3 separate regions of the Zea mays genome follow, and all the other regions are linked to region 1. The links are chromatin contacts, called in public Hi-C maps. All regions are on one chromosome and are shown on one strand. Each heading gives the region's core, a stretch centred on a gene start, on an enhancer-like site or on the middle of the called end of the contact. The rest is flanking DNA. Distances are from core to core; before and after follow the strand shown. Region 1 holds the start of LOC100280542 (nifU-like N-terminal domain-containing protein). Region 2 holds the start of LOC100191159 (GBF-interacting protein 1). Region 3 holds the start of LOC100282599 (pterin-4-alpha-carbinolamine dehydratase).

Region 1 (4,975 bases), core at 924-3,423:
CTCCAAGAGCTTTTAAATATAATGTGCACACGCTAGAGAGTCATTTTCACTATCTATCTCTGGCTAGCAAGAAATTCAAAATAGAGGATGGCTATATTTGGATAACCACTTAAATAAGCTGTTGGAGGGTATTTGTCTATCAAAATCTCTATTCCTAACAATTAGAAAGGATATATAGTCTCTTAGAATTACTCTAATAATGCAGGAGGTTAGGTATTATATGCATAATATCATCAAACCAATGACTTAAAAGTTGCCTGATCATTCTGTTGACTATTTCATTATTTGCAGGATTATCTTCCTAGACATTTCCATAGTACCCTTCCATTACTAAGTTAGTAAGAACATCAAAACCAGGGCACATTGTCTATCATATCTGAACCAATTTGGTTCAGCAACTAATAAAAACTATATAAACTACAAGCATCTGAATCTACTGATTGAAATAAGAACTTCTCTAACTACACGACTATCATTTTTGTTAGGGTCAATTGGAAACATGCCACTTAAAATTTTGAAAAATTGGAAACTAGTTTATTTTCATGTCACTCCATGGCATCAAAATAAAATTGCCGTCTAATTTTGTAAAAGTTGAGTGGCATGTATACAATTAACCCTTTTTATTAATATTAAGATGTAACTTCTAGATCCTACATGGCCATTCTCCTTGATAATTACAAAAAAAAAAACAGCATAAAAAGGCAGACCCAATCCCGTTGACTCCCACATGAGTGGGGTTTGGGAAAAGGATAAACTGATGCAAGCTTTTTCCTACAAATGCGGGGAAGCAGCTTTGAACCGTGACCTGATGACTCAGTGAGACAACTCTCAACATCAACACTGCACCGGGCCTCCCCTTTTGGACAACTACAATCCAGAAAATCATGCAAGAACCAGAATCATAACAAAACACTCAGCATACACATTTATTAGCTCTAAACTAGCAGATCTGATATAAAAAATATTTCAGCATTAACCATATGATGAGTATGCAAGTCATATGGAACTTCTTTGTCATAAAACTTATCTGTAGCTAAAATGGTCGCATCACACATGTCTAAAATTGAACACAACTAGTCAATTATTTTCTAGTTACATTGCTTTTACTATAGATCTAGATATATGTAAGCGCATAGTAAAACCTACATAGTTAGAAAAGTCAAAATTTCTTATAATTGGAAGGGTGGGAGTAGGTCCAAAGCACCAAAAATAAAATGATTGCATCGCATATGTCTAAAATTCAACACAACTAGCCAGTTTAGGTCTAAAGCACCAAAATTAGGCAAATTGAAACGAAACAGCAATACAGATGAAATTTAGCAGTACAGTCGATATATCTGTACCATCACAAATCAAATTGATTACTTACAAACTGTACCTCACATAGTCCCCGAAAAAATGGCACATATAAGAAACACAATACTAAGCTAGCTGCAATTCATCTTTCTCTACAAATGACCTCCACAATCGAAATAAAGGCATCAGGATGACTAGATAACCAATTAGTGATGTGACTCAATTCAGAGGTTACAATTCATCTTTATCTGCAAAAGGTCTCCACAATTGGAATAAAGGCATCGGGATAACTAGATAACCAATTAGTGATGTAACTCAATTCATAGAAAAAAGGAGGACTGAGACTACACTATACGCTACACCCGAACCACCTAGGAGGAGGCGAGAGGAACTCCAGACGTGGTGCTAGGGCTGAGGAGGCTCACCGACGGACGAGGACGCTATGGCGGAGCCGCAGCCAAAAGTCTTGAAGCAGGCGTCGACGATCTTGCCGGAGTTCTCGTCGACGCGGATCTGCAGCTTCATGACGTCGCCGCAGGCTGGCGCGCCGACCAACCCAGTGCCGACGTTGGGGTCGTCCTTGTCGAAGGAACCTACGTTCCGCGGGTTGTTGTAGTGGTCCACCACCCGCTCGTGGTACGCCCTCACCCCCGCCGCCGCCGCGGCAGGACCCGCCTCGCCGGAGGCGCCTGTGCCCAGGCCGAGCCGACGGAGCCCCGGGGCGAGGAGCCGCCTGCCTCCCGCTCGCAGCATCGCCGACAAACCTGGAGTCGCCTCTGGATTCTTCTGCTATTTTCAGCTTCCGGATTGGAGCGGTTTTCTTTTCTCTGCGTTGTTCACAGAATTGTGGGCGTGGTTCTATTTGTTGTGCGGCGGTGAGGAGACGGGATCCTGTGCGGTAGGGCTGGCTGAGATGTGCACGTGGCGCGGTATTTGTGGACCGAACCATTGTGCGGTGTGCTGCTGCGGCCTGTAGGGGATCCCGCCGCTGTGCAGATTGGGGACGCGACTCTAGGTGCTCGGAGGCCGGAGCAGAGAAAGGGAAAGGGCAAAGCGTCAGAATAACCGGGCTTCCTTTGTCAAATTTGGGCCTCGTCAGCAGTTGCGTCACGGCCCACCGCAAATCCTTTCTTTCGACGGGTGGGCCATAGGCAAGGAAATGGAATTAAAAATCAAAACAATAAAATAAGGAAGAAAACTATGAAATTTTCTCCTCTGTGCCATAGAATACGTGTGTAAATCAGCAAGCGAAACTCAAGTAAAGCCAGCTTTCTGCCTAGAATGAGGAAGAAAACCATGAAAAGTTTCTCCGCGCTACTCGTAAGAAGCACGAATGTTGAAGCGCATATATAATTATTAAGGATCTCCCTCCTGCCCGGCCAGTGAAGGCAAAGGTGAATCAAATACATCAAGATTTACTTTTCATTGATCTGAATTTTCATGCAAAATACATTTATCGTGTATATATGAAAATTGATTGGAGTGAAAATGATTATCGTCCGTCTCCTCAATGTAGAGTAAGCATAATGATCCAAGTTGGGTGGGGTGGGGGGATCAGTAAAATAATTGGCCAGTTCAGCAAAGAGCTGAAACTCAAGGTTTGCGTGGGAACTTGGAGAAATCTGGGCGTCGTCTCTCCATGTACGCGTTCTTCCCTTCCTTTGCCTCCTCCGTGCCGTAGAATATTAGCGTGGCATTCCCGCCAAGCTCCTAGAGCAGAAGCGCCATCAGTAATGCAACATGCAGATAGAAGCTCACCAGCAGCAGTTCCAACTTCCAAGGGAAGGGTTAGCATTTTGGCAGGCTTTACCTGAAGGCCTGCATGGCCATCATCTGCCGCGTTGAGTGCAGATTTCAGCACGCGAATAGCCATGGGGCTGTTTCTTAAGATCTGACGGCACCATTTGACAGTTTCCTGCTCCAGTTCAGCAAGCTAGTGTACAGAAGCGTGTACTTGTCAGTGGATCGGCATGACTGAAACAGTTTGGTTTTTAGTAATTGACCCTGGATTCAGCGCTTACCGGTACTACGGTGTTCACGAGTCCCATTTTGTCAGCTTCGTCAGCTGTGTAGAACCGTGACAGAAACCACATTTCACGGGCTCTCTTGGGTCCAACCTGTCCATGAGAAATATATAATTGGAGCAACAACAGCATGCTGTTTATGTATCACGAGCATGTCGATAATATGAAATGGAATAGCGTACAAGTCAACTTTTAAGAATGTGTTATTAAGAATAAAAACTTTTGAGTATTGAAGGTGTTTCTTTTCAAAGTGTGTGAGGAATAATGCGACATTTTCTACTACCTCACTAGATTGATAGTATGATAACTCACCAACCGGGACATTATCGAAGATCCATAACCAGCATCAAAGCTTCCAACCTGTGATAGGAGTTACAGATTGGGATGTTAAAATACACTGCAAGTATATAGTTTTAGCGAAAAGACAATAAGGGATTGATTAATGAACACAGAAAAGGTAACCCTGCTATGAACTGATTATGTAAAATACGATGTTTCACTTTATTGGTATTATCTGCATCCTCGGTAATCACAAGATACAGAATAGAGCAAAAATATCACCTTGGGCCCTGTCTGCCCAAATATCGCGTTCTCTGCTGCAATTGTTATATCACACACCATGTGCAAAACATGTCCACCACCAACAGCATAACCAGCAACCTGATAGTAAACATCACAAAATCAATCCATATGATGGCGAAGGAGATAGCAAAAAGGCGAAGTATAGTTATGAACTTATGATCATACCATAGCAATGACAGGCTTTGGAAGACGGCGAATCTGCACCTGAAGGAAAAAATGGTCCGTCCGATGTTCTCAGTACAAAGATAACCACTAATGCCTTAAAGGTTAATCATTTTTAGTTTTTTTACACAGACTAGAAGTGCCAACGGCAAGGAAAATCTGCTCCTGCAAATTTACTAAGTGGTATATCAGAAAATATTAAAAAAATATCAGTAGACAGGAATTCTAGTCAAAATTATACGTCACCATCATGTTCTGAACAATGTAAGTCAGTTCAAACCTCACTAAAGAAACCATCTGAAAGTGGAGAGAATAAACAGATCGGAGATAGAAACACATCTGACCTGGAGATCTAAGACATTGAGGCGGCCAAAGCTATCGAAGTCCACATATCCATCAGAATCTCTTAACGCCTGGTCACCGCCGCTGCAGAACGCCTTGGTTCCCTGGTCAACCAAAAACATCGAAAGCTTACACACCAAAGCTAACCCGACTCCCATAGACACCCAAATTCTTAGTGTTATTTTTGTTGTTTCTTCTCTAAAAGCATCCGTACCTTCCCTGTAAGAATGATGACTCCAATCGAACTATCATCTCTGGCATCGTTGAACGCGCGCATTAGTTCCTTCACGGTCAGCGGACGGAAGGCGTTCCTTCTGTCAGGCCGGTTAATGGTGATCTGCGGCAGCAATACGCGTTGATAAAAACACGAGACGCAAGAACAATGATCCAAAGCTTCACGAGGATCGACCGAAGAAAGAAGCCTCACCTTGGCGATGCCCTCTCCGACGGCCTTCTCGTAGATGATGTCGACGAACTCCTTCCCTGACTCGTCTGTGGCGGTGCGCCACTCCGGTGGCTCCGACGGCACGTCGCCGTGCACGCGCCTGTAGCTGTCCCCCGCCGGCGAG
Region 2 (4,975 bases), core at 1,209-3,708, 440 kb after region 1:
AATATGTGAGCTATATAGAAGTGAATAGCTGGAACAATGAAAAACAACAAACAAATTTTAATTCTATGTTGCTGTTGTACACAAAACAGGTGTATATTTTCTCAAGGAAAAAATTATATATTGAATTGAGCAATAGGAAGGACTTTTTTCAACTGTGATACCATCATACCAAAACTCATATATACAAATTGTGCTGGATAATTTTAGAAATATGTCCATCTAATTCAAACATTTGTTGTAATCCATTTTCCTACTTCCCTCATAAAGCTGAGAACAGTAAGGATCAGAGGGGCCAGTGTTTAAAAATGCATAATAGGTATATTAATCTGTCGCACAAGATATACAACATTTCCACAACAGGCAAAATCCAAATTGCATTCTGATGCAACTAAATTACAGCAAGTTCTACCCTTAACAGATAACTTTACCCAGGTCAAACAGTTTCTAGTCGGAATCAAGGCAATCAAGGGCCTAACCCAAACCAACACAGGGCTGCCAACAGTCACTACTTACCATACTTACACCAGGTTAAACGGGGCAATAGGAATTAAAATAGAGCCATTTGGGACAAAACAAAATAGATATCGCAAGGCATCCCCGAGGTTCATGAAACCCATAGTCTTGCATGAAAATAAAGCATTCGGCAGTCAATGACCAAATAACAAAGATTCATGCAATACTCAAACATTAATTAAGATAATATTCCAGCTAACCATCTCTCATAATTTTCATTGGATCTCATAAAACTGCAAATTGCAAATTCAAGGTGGTTCTGACAACAAAAGTGGCAGCAGATGCCAATACAGAGCATTACCTTCATGAACCACAAAATAATATAACTCAACATGGAATCTGAGACCATAATCACCAAGGTGTTCTTTCAGTACCAAACACAAAAACAAGAAACCAAACCTAAAAAGCAATCCAGGTCCATGCATGATAATAATTTAATAATCATAAATGGGGCGGGGGTATCTGACAAATTAAGCTTGTGTATAAAGACAACACGATCATCTTAATTGAATCTATATCATACTATTAGCCTGAGAAGACAGATGTTGACGATCATCCAAATTCTACCTGAGATAAGAAATCAGACTGTAAAGTTCAAACATAACATAGAGGACTAATATCCTTTGTATCTGACTATAAGCTAAGTTTAGACATGTCAGTCCGGTTTATCTTCTCATTTTAGCCAACCCACCTTTGTTCGGACCAGAAAGGCTTTGTTGTTGTTTGACAAAACTTAAGACCCAAACAACCAGAGCTCTTAGAGCCTCTGTTGCATTCACCCAATAGCTTCACCTTTCCTTGCCTTCTCACCAGTTGAGCCATTTTCTTTGCATCTCCCAAATGTTCATGTGTTTTGTCATCCTTCAGCTAATCCAATCCATTCTACAATGCCTAAACACGCAATAGAAAAAAAAAACTATCCTATTTCCTTATGCAAACATCTAAGTCTGACAGATCCATAGTTACTGCAGCTCTAAACAGTTTAAGCCATCAAACATTGTGAACACAAAAGGGAACATAGTGTGATGGCAATAACAGGAAGAAACTGATCCAGTTCATTTGAGTTCATTAATAAAAACAAACATATGCTCCTTCTTACAGTTTCGGAAGCTTAACAGTAACCCGCCAAAATGGTAAAAAAATTACCTAGTTTCATTTTCTGCAATTACTGAGTCACAAAACTCACAAATGAACTGAGAATCATAAGTAACAAGCACTGAGAAAAGTACTGAATTTCACACTGCAAACAATTCTAAAAACATCCAAACCAATGGCCTAAACGAAATATTCGCAAAATCAATCGAATCCGAAATGGGGATTCCAGTCAGTCCGCCACTGTCAGGCTGCCGCTACCGGCCTAGCGTGAACCACAGTCGCCCCAGAATACTGGCTGAGCAATAGCAAATCGCCACAAATCTCCAAGTAGACCCGACGCTATAGACAACTTCTCAGCGCGCACTCACGCGCACTCATCCAATCCAGTTAGACACGAAAACATCATGCATTAACGACCGAGCCTGCACACGAAACGGTGAGGAAAAGGGGAGTGACAAGAGATGGGACCTTGGGAGAGGAGGCGGCTGACCGCCTCGTCCGGGTCCATGTTGCACTCCCGCAGCGCTGCGTAGATCTCCGCGTCGGGGCGGTTCACGATCTCCTTGAGCCCCTGCACGAGCTTCCTCGCGGACGCCGGCACGGGCCCCGACGGTCCCCTGGCTCCCCCTCCACCGCCGCCGCTGCTCATCCTCACCGGAATCCCTCTCCGGGAACTCCCCGCCGACGATGACGCCGACGCCGACGCCAAAGCTGGCTCCCGCGAGGCGGCAAATCGCTGACCGTGCGAGCGGTAGTGCAGGTGCAGCGGTGTCGCCTCCCCGCTTCGGCTCGGGCCTGGGCTTTTTCGCGTCTGCTTTTGCGGCTCTGCGCCTGGCCGCCTGCTCCTTCCCCACCCAAGCAACGCAGACGGCGGCCAAATTCCAAGATCCTCCCTACCTCGCCCTCGCCTTGCTTTATATGTGGGCTGCGGCCGAGAAGAGATGGATTAAAAATAATTTCTCAAATTTGTCCGCGCAACCCCCACTCTCTTCCTCCCTATCCACCCCGTGTACACTTGTCGCTGGCACGTTGATCGACTGAGTTCACACGCCCACGCTGACATATCAGGCCCACTCTTCTCGGGCCCATACGTGGTCACCGTGCTTCAGTGGGTACGTCTGCGTCACGTAGGTGTAACATGCAGTGGATTGCCTCAGCGGAGCGGTGCACTCTCGCAACGCAAACAAGTTCTACCTCGAGGCTTTACCACGTGGGGAAATTACTCCTTGACCCTACGTGTAATACAGTGTCCGACCAGCGCGGCGATGTATATATTACCTATACATGTGGGCCAGCCGCCGGACTAGATACGGCACACGCCGACAAAGACCCATACCCTACTACTCCTTAAGACCCTAACGTAGACGTCCACAGTCATGTTGGCACACGGTTGCCATATCGCGCCGCGGACCCTCCTCTCTTCTGCTCCCCACCATCACCGCTGATCCGCCCTCACCTCCCATCCCCCGCCAATCTCGGCGTCTGCGCCCTCTCGTCCGCGGCCCACATGCTCCGTCCTCGCCCCCATCCCCCGCCAATCTCGCCGTCGGCGCGCCGCTCGCCATCCCCGCAGGCCATCATTGCGTGCGCGCCCATGCCCCGCCTCCATAGCCCCTTTCATCGGCGCCAGATCCGCATTCGCCTCCGCCTCCGCCTCAGATCCCTACGGTGCGATGCGAGGGAACGGCCCATGCCCCACGCCCCGCCCCGTCCACATGAACGCCCCTGCGTGCCCCCGCCTTCCACCGACCGCGATTGCAGCAGTAACGTGCCCCCATCCTCTCCCCGCGTGCACCGCACCCATCCCTGTGCCCCTTCCAAGCTCGGTGTTGACTACCATTGATGGCGCCCAGCCTACCCTCGCCCTCGCCCCTGCCTCGGCGTCCCCCTCCATGCCATCCTCGCCCACACGCCTCAGCGCAGGTCTTCGACCACCGCTACTTCTTCCCCCCACACCCAGTCTTCGGATCTTGCGCGGACAGGAAGGGCATGTGGGTGTCGCCGCCGCCGCCGTTCTAGGGATGGCAGGGCGGGTAGAGGCGACTGGCAAGGTCAGCTGTGTCGGCAAGGAGCGCCTCGTGGTTCCCTGCACGAACTCGCTAGAGTCACGCTCGACAGCCTGGGCCAAGTTCATGGCGATGTGGGTAGAGTACTTCCTTTGTGTTGTATTCTCCACGTTTGTGCCCTCGCCGAGACAGTCGATGTGCGCTGTATTCCCCGAATCCTCGCCCCGCCCGCCCTTGAAGCAGGCCATCCTGGCCGCTATTGCTGTTGCGACGACTCTCTCCGTCCTATTCATCTTGTCCTTCACCGACACACTGACCTTGACGGATACATTGTCCTTCCTGGGGTTTCGGACCCGGGACGACGATAATAGGGACAGCAACCGGAGGTACCTTTACTGGGGAAGTCACGAAGACTGCCCCGGCAAGCACTGCGGCTCCTGCGCGGGCCTCACTGAGATTATGTTGCCTTTGTGTTTACTTGCAGGTAATTTGTAATCTGCAAACTGCATTTGCTGATCGACCTGAAGTGCTGATAATGGTTGTTGCACTGTCTGGGAGTTTTGAGTCATTGTATAAGACAGAGGTTCGTTATTTTTGTCTGTCCCTGTAGGATCTTGCATTTTATGTTCAGGGATGTGTGATTTTACATTTTAGCTTACTATATTCATAAGAACCTTTCATTATGGTATTGTTAATGTGTCTTAAAGCTTAGTTTTGCACCAGGAGTCCAGCCTCTGCTATGCCCTCAAGGTGGCCCTCTTCCTCGATAGGTAATTTGTCGTCATGGCTTCACCCCTCTTCTCTTCTCCTGCATTGATCAAGGTCGCTAGGTGACCCTGGGTGTCTAGAAATGGTTGCCCGGTGGTTAAAGATGATCGTGTAGATTGAATTCCAAATTGTGTCAACCTGATAGGAAGTTATTGGGGGGAGATAGGAAGCACCAAAGCAGATTGGATGAGAACAAGGGCTCTATTATTCTTAATTTCACCAATTTGTGTGCAATGTGGAATTATGCTAATGTGCAATGGCCCCATTCTGTAGGGTGCTTGTCATGCCTGCAAAGATGTGCCTTAGTTCAGTGCACAATACAAAGGACCACCTTCATTCAAGCATTGCAACTTCATAACAAAAGGTTTTGCTTCTTAACAAATTCAAGTCTTGCATTTGCACATTGTTTTTTGTCGAGTCAAAAAATATCCTAATAATACTTAAACTCCACGTCTTTGCAGGTGGGAAAGGGTTCTTGTGCAATGGAATCGTTATATGATATCAACCTCATATAACGATACAGGTCCGTCCTCATATATCTTGTGCAGGTGGGAAAGGGTACTTGTTTTTTTTCTGAAGCTTCTTCTCTAAAG
Region 3 (4,975 bases), core at 773-3,272, 380 kb after region 1:
TGCGCGGGACACGTGGCCAAGCCAACGGCTAGAAGGGGGCACCGGACTGTCCGGTGTGCACCGGACATGTCCGGTGTGCCAACGGCTCCCGAATCCGCAACGGTCGGCTTCGTCATTTAAGGAAAGAAATCGGGCACCGGACACTGTCCGGTGTGCACCGGACTGTCCGGTGCGCCAGTCGACAGAAGACAAGATCAGCCTTCCTAGATTGCTCTCAACGGCTCCTAGCTGCCTTGGGGCTATAAAAGGGACCCCTAGGCGCATGGAGGAGTACAACAAGCATCTCCTAAGCATTCCTAAGCACCAAGACATCAACTCCGCGCCTTTGATTCTTTGCGATAGCGATTAGAGCTCTAGTTGAGTGGTGAACTCATTGAGTTGTGTTGTGAGCTCTCGTTGCGACTTGTGTGCGTGGTGTTGCTGTGATTTCTGTCTTGAGTGCGTTGCTAATCCCTCCCTTGCTCCGTGCTTCTTGTGAATTTCAAGTGTAAGGGCGAGAGGCTCCAAGTTGTGGAGATTCCTTGCAAACGGGATTGAGAAAAAGTAAGCAAAACACCGTGGTATTCAAGTGGGTCTTTGGACCACTTGAGAGGGGTTGATTGCAACCCTCGTCCGTTGGGACGCCACAACGTGGAGTAGGCAAGCGTTGGTCTTGGCCGAACCACGGGATAACCACCGTGCCATCTCTGTGTTTGATCTTGTTGGTTATTGTGTTTTGTTGAGATTCCTCTCTAGCCACTTGGCAATTATTGTGCTAACAATTAACCAAGTTTTGTGGCTTAAGTTTTAAGTTTCACAGGATCACCTATTCACCCCCCCCTCTAGGTGCTCTCAGGCTCCAGTATATGGGTACTATATTTAGGACCCGAGATACCGAGCCCTATAACCATTTGATGAAATTTTATAAAATAGGGCCGCTGTTAGAAGAATGTTTTATGGTTTTGAGCTCTATATTTAAAATAGGACCATGTTTAGAGCCTCTCTTGAAGATGCTCTTACGTGGATATTGTTGTAAGCCGTCGCAACGCACGGGCAACCGACTAGTAGTGTCTTAAATAATCAGATTACACTCGATTTGTTATAGTACATGGGAAATGAAAACGTAATATAGACATAATTGGTGTAGTAGTGTAGTGGTATAGGAGGGTATGCGCGAGAGAGAGGTTGCGAGTTTGAATCTCATTATTCATAAAATATATTATAACTTTGATTCAAAATAATAGTGAAAAATGATAGGGCAATGGGGTAAATAATAGGTAGGGTTGGAGAGTTGGTTCCTATAATTTAATAAAAAAATGTTTTGCTATTTTTTTTGTTTTTTTCGATTCTTAATTTGTCGAGTGTTTTTCTTCCGAGTGTAAAATAACCTTTCCCGAGTGTTTTAGACACTCGACAAAGAACGCGATTCCGGTAGTGTGGAGAGTTATAGTTGAATGTTTATTGAAGTTCGTTGAGATGTGTTCACTATATAGATAAAGTTGAGAGTTATAATTGAATGTTTATGAAACTTATTGAATTTTATTCTTGAATATCACTAGAAATATAAGGTTGATTTATTTATTTATTTATTTATTTATTTATTTATTTATTATATAGATATTTTTAATATTTTAAATGATATATAACATTTTTCTAGTATATTATTAAACCTAAAATCGTTTTTAATTAGTAATTAGCGATAAAATTAAGTTTTAAATGGTTTCATGGTACATATTTTTTTCTAGATATGGATAGTATCAGATGTTTCACGGTTTTTTCGAATACAAATATGAAATCGGATAGAGAAAAGTACTATAAATCCATTTGACATTCATATTAAAATCGAATACGGATACAGATATCTATATTATCAGTTTTAGCGAATACAAATAAAATAATTCGGATTTCCAGACATCCATTTCCAGACCTAAAAAGAGGCTAATGACGATTAGCAGAGTCTATTGCCATTTTTCCAAAGAGCTCACCATTATAATTTCAAAAACGCAATTGCGTGGTTCCCGTTGCCAATTCTCGGAAGCCGGCCGATGTCGAGTCCAAAATTGCAAAAATCTCTGCCGTGCCTCTCGTCTCTCTTCTCAGGCGCCACGCAAAACGTTCTCCGTTTTCCCTCTCCGGATCCGGCCCGCGGGGGCCAGGAGCTACCGATGATCCGGACCGCAACGGTGCGAGCGCGTCTCCTCCTATCGCGCTCCTACGTAGCACAGGTGCGCCATGCGCAACTGCGCATGAGAGGATTCCTCCGATCTCCGTGTAAATATATCAGCAAACACCTCCCGTGCACTGCTGATGCGCCTCTCTTTTTAATGGCTGTGCAGGCACAGGCAGCTTCTCGCTGGCCTCTCGTCCGCTGGAAGGCTTCGCATCTTGGATCTGTACGGTATATCCTCGTTCTACCTGCAGCTTTCTGAGCATCATCGCAGTAGCTGTGTGCGGCTGCGTGCCCTACGAGTGGCTATTGCTAGGCCGGTGCAAGAACTTCAGCGAAGGCTGTTAATTCTAGCAACTGGGACCACAGGAACCATTTTGTGTATGAAACTTTATTATATTTAGTTCAATGCTATTTGGCTCGTGTCCCAGGAGCATAGTGTTTTTGTTCTATAATCAGATTATTAACTTGAAAGAATGGCCTTTCGAGGAATTGAAAGAGCCCACTCAAGGAACGATTAAGAATTGATGTTTCATGTGGAATTGGGCATTTGTACTTTTTGTTTATAACGATCTATTTAGTGAACCAAAGAGTTGTTACACTTGGTTGGTATTTTAAGTACTCTACACTGCTTGATATGCTACTGAAGAAATGCGATGAGGTACTTGACACAACCTTGCCCCCTAACATTTTTACTCAATAAAAAAACCCTTTTCATGCCTGTTATATGGAAGGCTAGATATGAAAACAATGTAAAATTGGACCCAGCAAACCATGTTTGTAAAGCTCTGCTTATCGTTTTCTGAACTCATGGGTCATGATGATCCACCGAATGACCAAATCACCTTGACTCTTTTGTTTCAAGCACCCTGATAAATGGTATTATTTCATATCCTCTGCGCATTTTTTTATATTCTGTTCACTGAATACAAACATCGCTATTTATGCAGCTCTTTCTATCAGATGGACATTACAAGGCAATACAAAAATAAAAGTTTGACTGCAAGAGGGTGCCATAGCTCCCCTGAGAGTCAAGGTCATCTTCATATACATTGGTTTCTTCAAAGTTGTCTCTTACTGACTGAAATTTATCTCACCCAGATTTGAGTGCATTAATGCTTTCATCAATTTTATACGTATTAGGCCTTGTTTGAAACCCTAGAGCTAATAGTTAGTAAGTTAACAAATTGTTAGCTGGGCTAAGCTAGCTAATAAACTAATTGTTAGCTGTGAGTTAGCTAACAATTAGCTGGGGGCGTTTGGAACCTCTACAGCTAATTTTAACAGCTAGCTATTAGCTCTAGAGGTTCCAAACAGGGCCTTAATGTTGTTATGTAAGCATCTTATCTGTCGCTGACAACGTTGTAAGACATGGAAAAGTCACACCATTCTATATTTTGTCATGTTATCTATCTTTTTAGTGATTTGAAGTAATCCTTCTCATATGAATTCTTTTGAAATGTAAAAGTGGCAAGACTATAACAAGCTCATCATAAACGTGCAAGTATGATTGTACTTCCTAAGTTACAGTTAGGGTACCTTCTTATGACCATGGTGAACAAATAGTGATGCATTGATTACATATGCTGCAAAGCTTTTATACTCCTGAAGTCATTATATTTTATTCTTCATAAGAAAAAATATTTTAGAAAAAATAGGATCATATTCTTCTAAAGACCAGAATTTTTTTAACTCTTTACTGGTATTTCTCCGCCTTACACTCTTTAAATAATCCTATGCATTTTTGTTATTTCAGAATTAGCAATGAAAAGCTGTGTTCCATGCAACTCTAAGGATTTAGGTCCCATGTCAGAAGATTCTGCTAAAAAGTTGCTTGAACAGGTCTTGATCATGTATATTTTTGCAGTGAAAATTTTGATTAGGGTTGATTTGTTGACCCGGAATCCCGGGAGGATCGGAGGGGATTGAGGGAGAAATTAGTTCATTTCCCCCTCAATCCCCTCCGATCCTCCCGGGATCCCCTTGTCACCAAATCAACCCTTAAGATCATCCTAATTCCTACTCCATTGGCTGATACCTGAAAACAGGTGAATGGTTGGGAACTGATCACTGAAGGTGGTGTTCTGAAATTACATAGAACATGGAAGGTGAAGAACTTTGTTAAAGGACTTGAGTTCTTTCAGCTTGTTGCTGCTATTGCTGAGGAAGAAGGTCCTTTTTTTTCTTCATATTACCCGTTGTCTTTATTTCTTTGGCAAATAGTCAACTCTTTCATCTTTATTGTCTAAAAATTAGAATCAATCCAAGAAACTGCAATTCCAACCGTTTTATCTGTAGAATGAGTTCGCTAACTGCCTGTTCTCCTATGATTGTTATCTGAACAACATAATGGACATGAGAGCCACGAACCCTAATCCAGTTAAATTTGGGGAATTATTCTAGAATTTTCATGAAGGAAACTGAAACATTTCATGAGATAGCTATTCCCTCATAAATACAAGATGTCAGAACCAAGCTATTTTGCATCTATATACTGCAGACAGTGTTTACTCTAGTTGCACAATTACACATGACAATTATGTATAGCATGTTGTGAAAGTTTCATATTTTGGTGAAAACAGCCTAAAACTGGTCGTAAGTTTTTCTATTCACATAGAATCCAACAAATTGGTGCAAAATTTTCTTTTATAACAATGTGACCACAGCATGTTCAAACATATATGCCTTTTCCAGGTCACCATCCAGATCTTCATCTTGTTGGTTGGAATAATGTGAAAATTGATGTTTGGACTCATTCTGTCAGTAAGTGATTCATGTGTTTTTTTTCTAGTTTATTTTGATTTTATGTGGCACTTAGGCAAATGACTT

Evidence for each region. Hi-C and Micro-C count contacts between places; a contact is called where the count stands out from the background.
Region 2: a Hi-C map of ear shows a contact between it and region 1, with 5 times the contacts expected there. The contact joins the promoter of LOC100191159 here to the promoter of LOC100280542 in region 1. A contact is called at or near these places in 5 of 25 Hi-C or Micro-C datasets (ear, endosperm, leaf and 1 more).
Region 3: a Hi-C map of ear shows a contact between it and region 1, with 4 times the contacts expected there. The contact joins the promoter of LOC100282599 here to the promoter of LOC100280542 in region 1. A contact is called at or near these places in 2 of 25 Hi-C or Micro-C datasets (ear and tassel).

What each region holds. Positions count from the first base shown.
Region 1 is chr3:217,343,538-217,348,512 of Zm-B73-REFERENCE-NAM-5.0, reverse strand. LOC100280542 (nifU-like N-terminal domain-containing protein) reads right to left here and starts at 2,173. Exons shown (of 3, transcript NM_001153461.2): 1 at 1,722-2,173. The coding sequence starts at 2,049. It overlaps LOC100304279, which reads right to left. Exons shown (of 9, transcript NM_001165722.1): 1 at 4,834-4,975; 2 at 4,621-4,743; 3 at 4,409-4,510; 4 at 4,068-4,106; 5 at 3,882-3,980; 6 at 3,633-3,680; 7 at 3,318-3,413; 8 at 3,107-3,229; 9 at 2,702-3,006. The coding sequence ends at 2,890.
Region 2 is chr3:216,903,407-216,908,381 of Zm-B73-REFERENCE-NAM-5.0, reverse strand. It overlaps LOC100191159 (GBF-interacting protein 1), which reads right to left and starts at 2,458. Exons shown (of 10, transcript NM_001358427.1): 1 at 2,077-2,458. The coding sequence starts at 2,257.
Region 3 is chr3:216,966,129-216,971,103 of Zm-B73-REFERENCE-NAM-5.0, reverse strand. LOC100282599 (pterin-4-alpha-carbinolamine dehydratase) reads left to right here and starts at 2,022. Exons shown (of 7, transcript NM_001155507.3): 1 at 2,022-2,204; 2 at 2,316-2,377; 3 at 3,097-3,182; 4 at 3,903-3,988; 5 at 4,195-4,318; 6 at 4,841-4,909. The coding sequence starts at 2,145.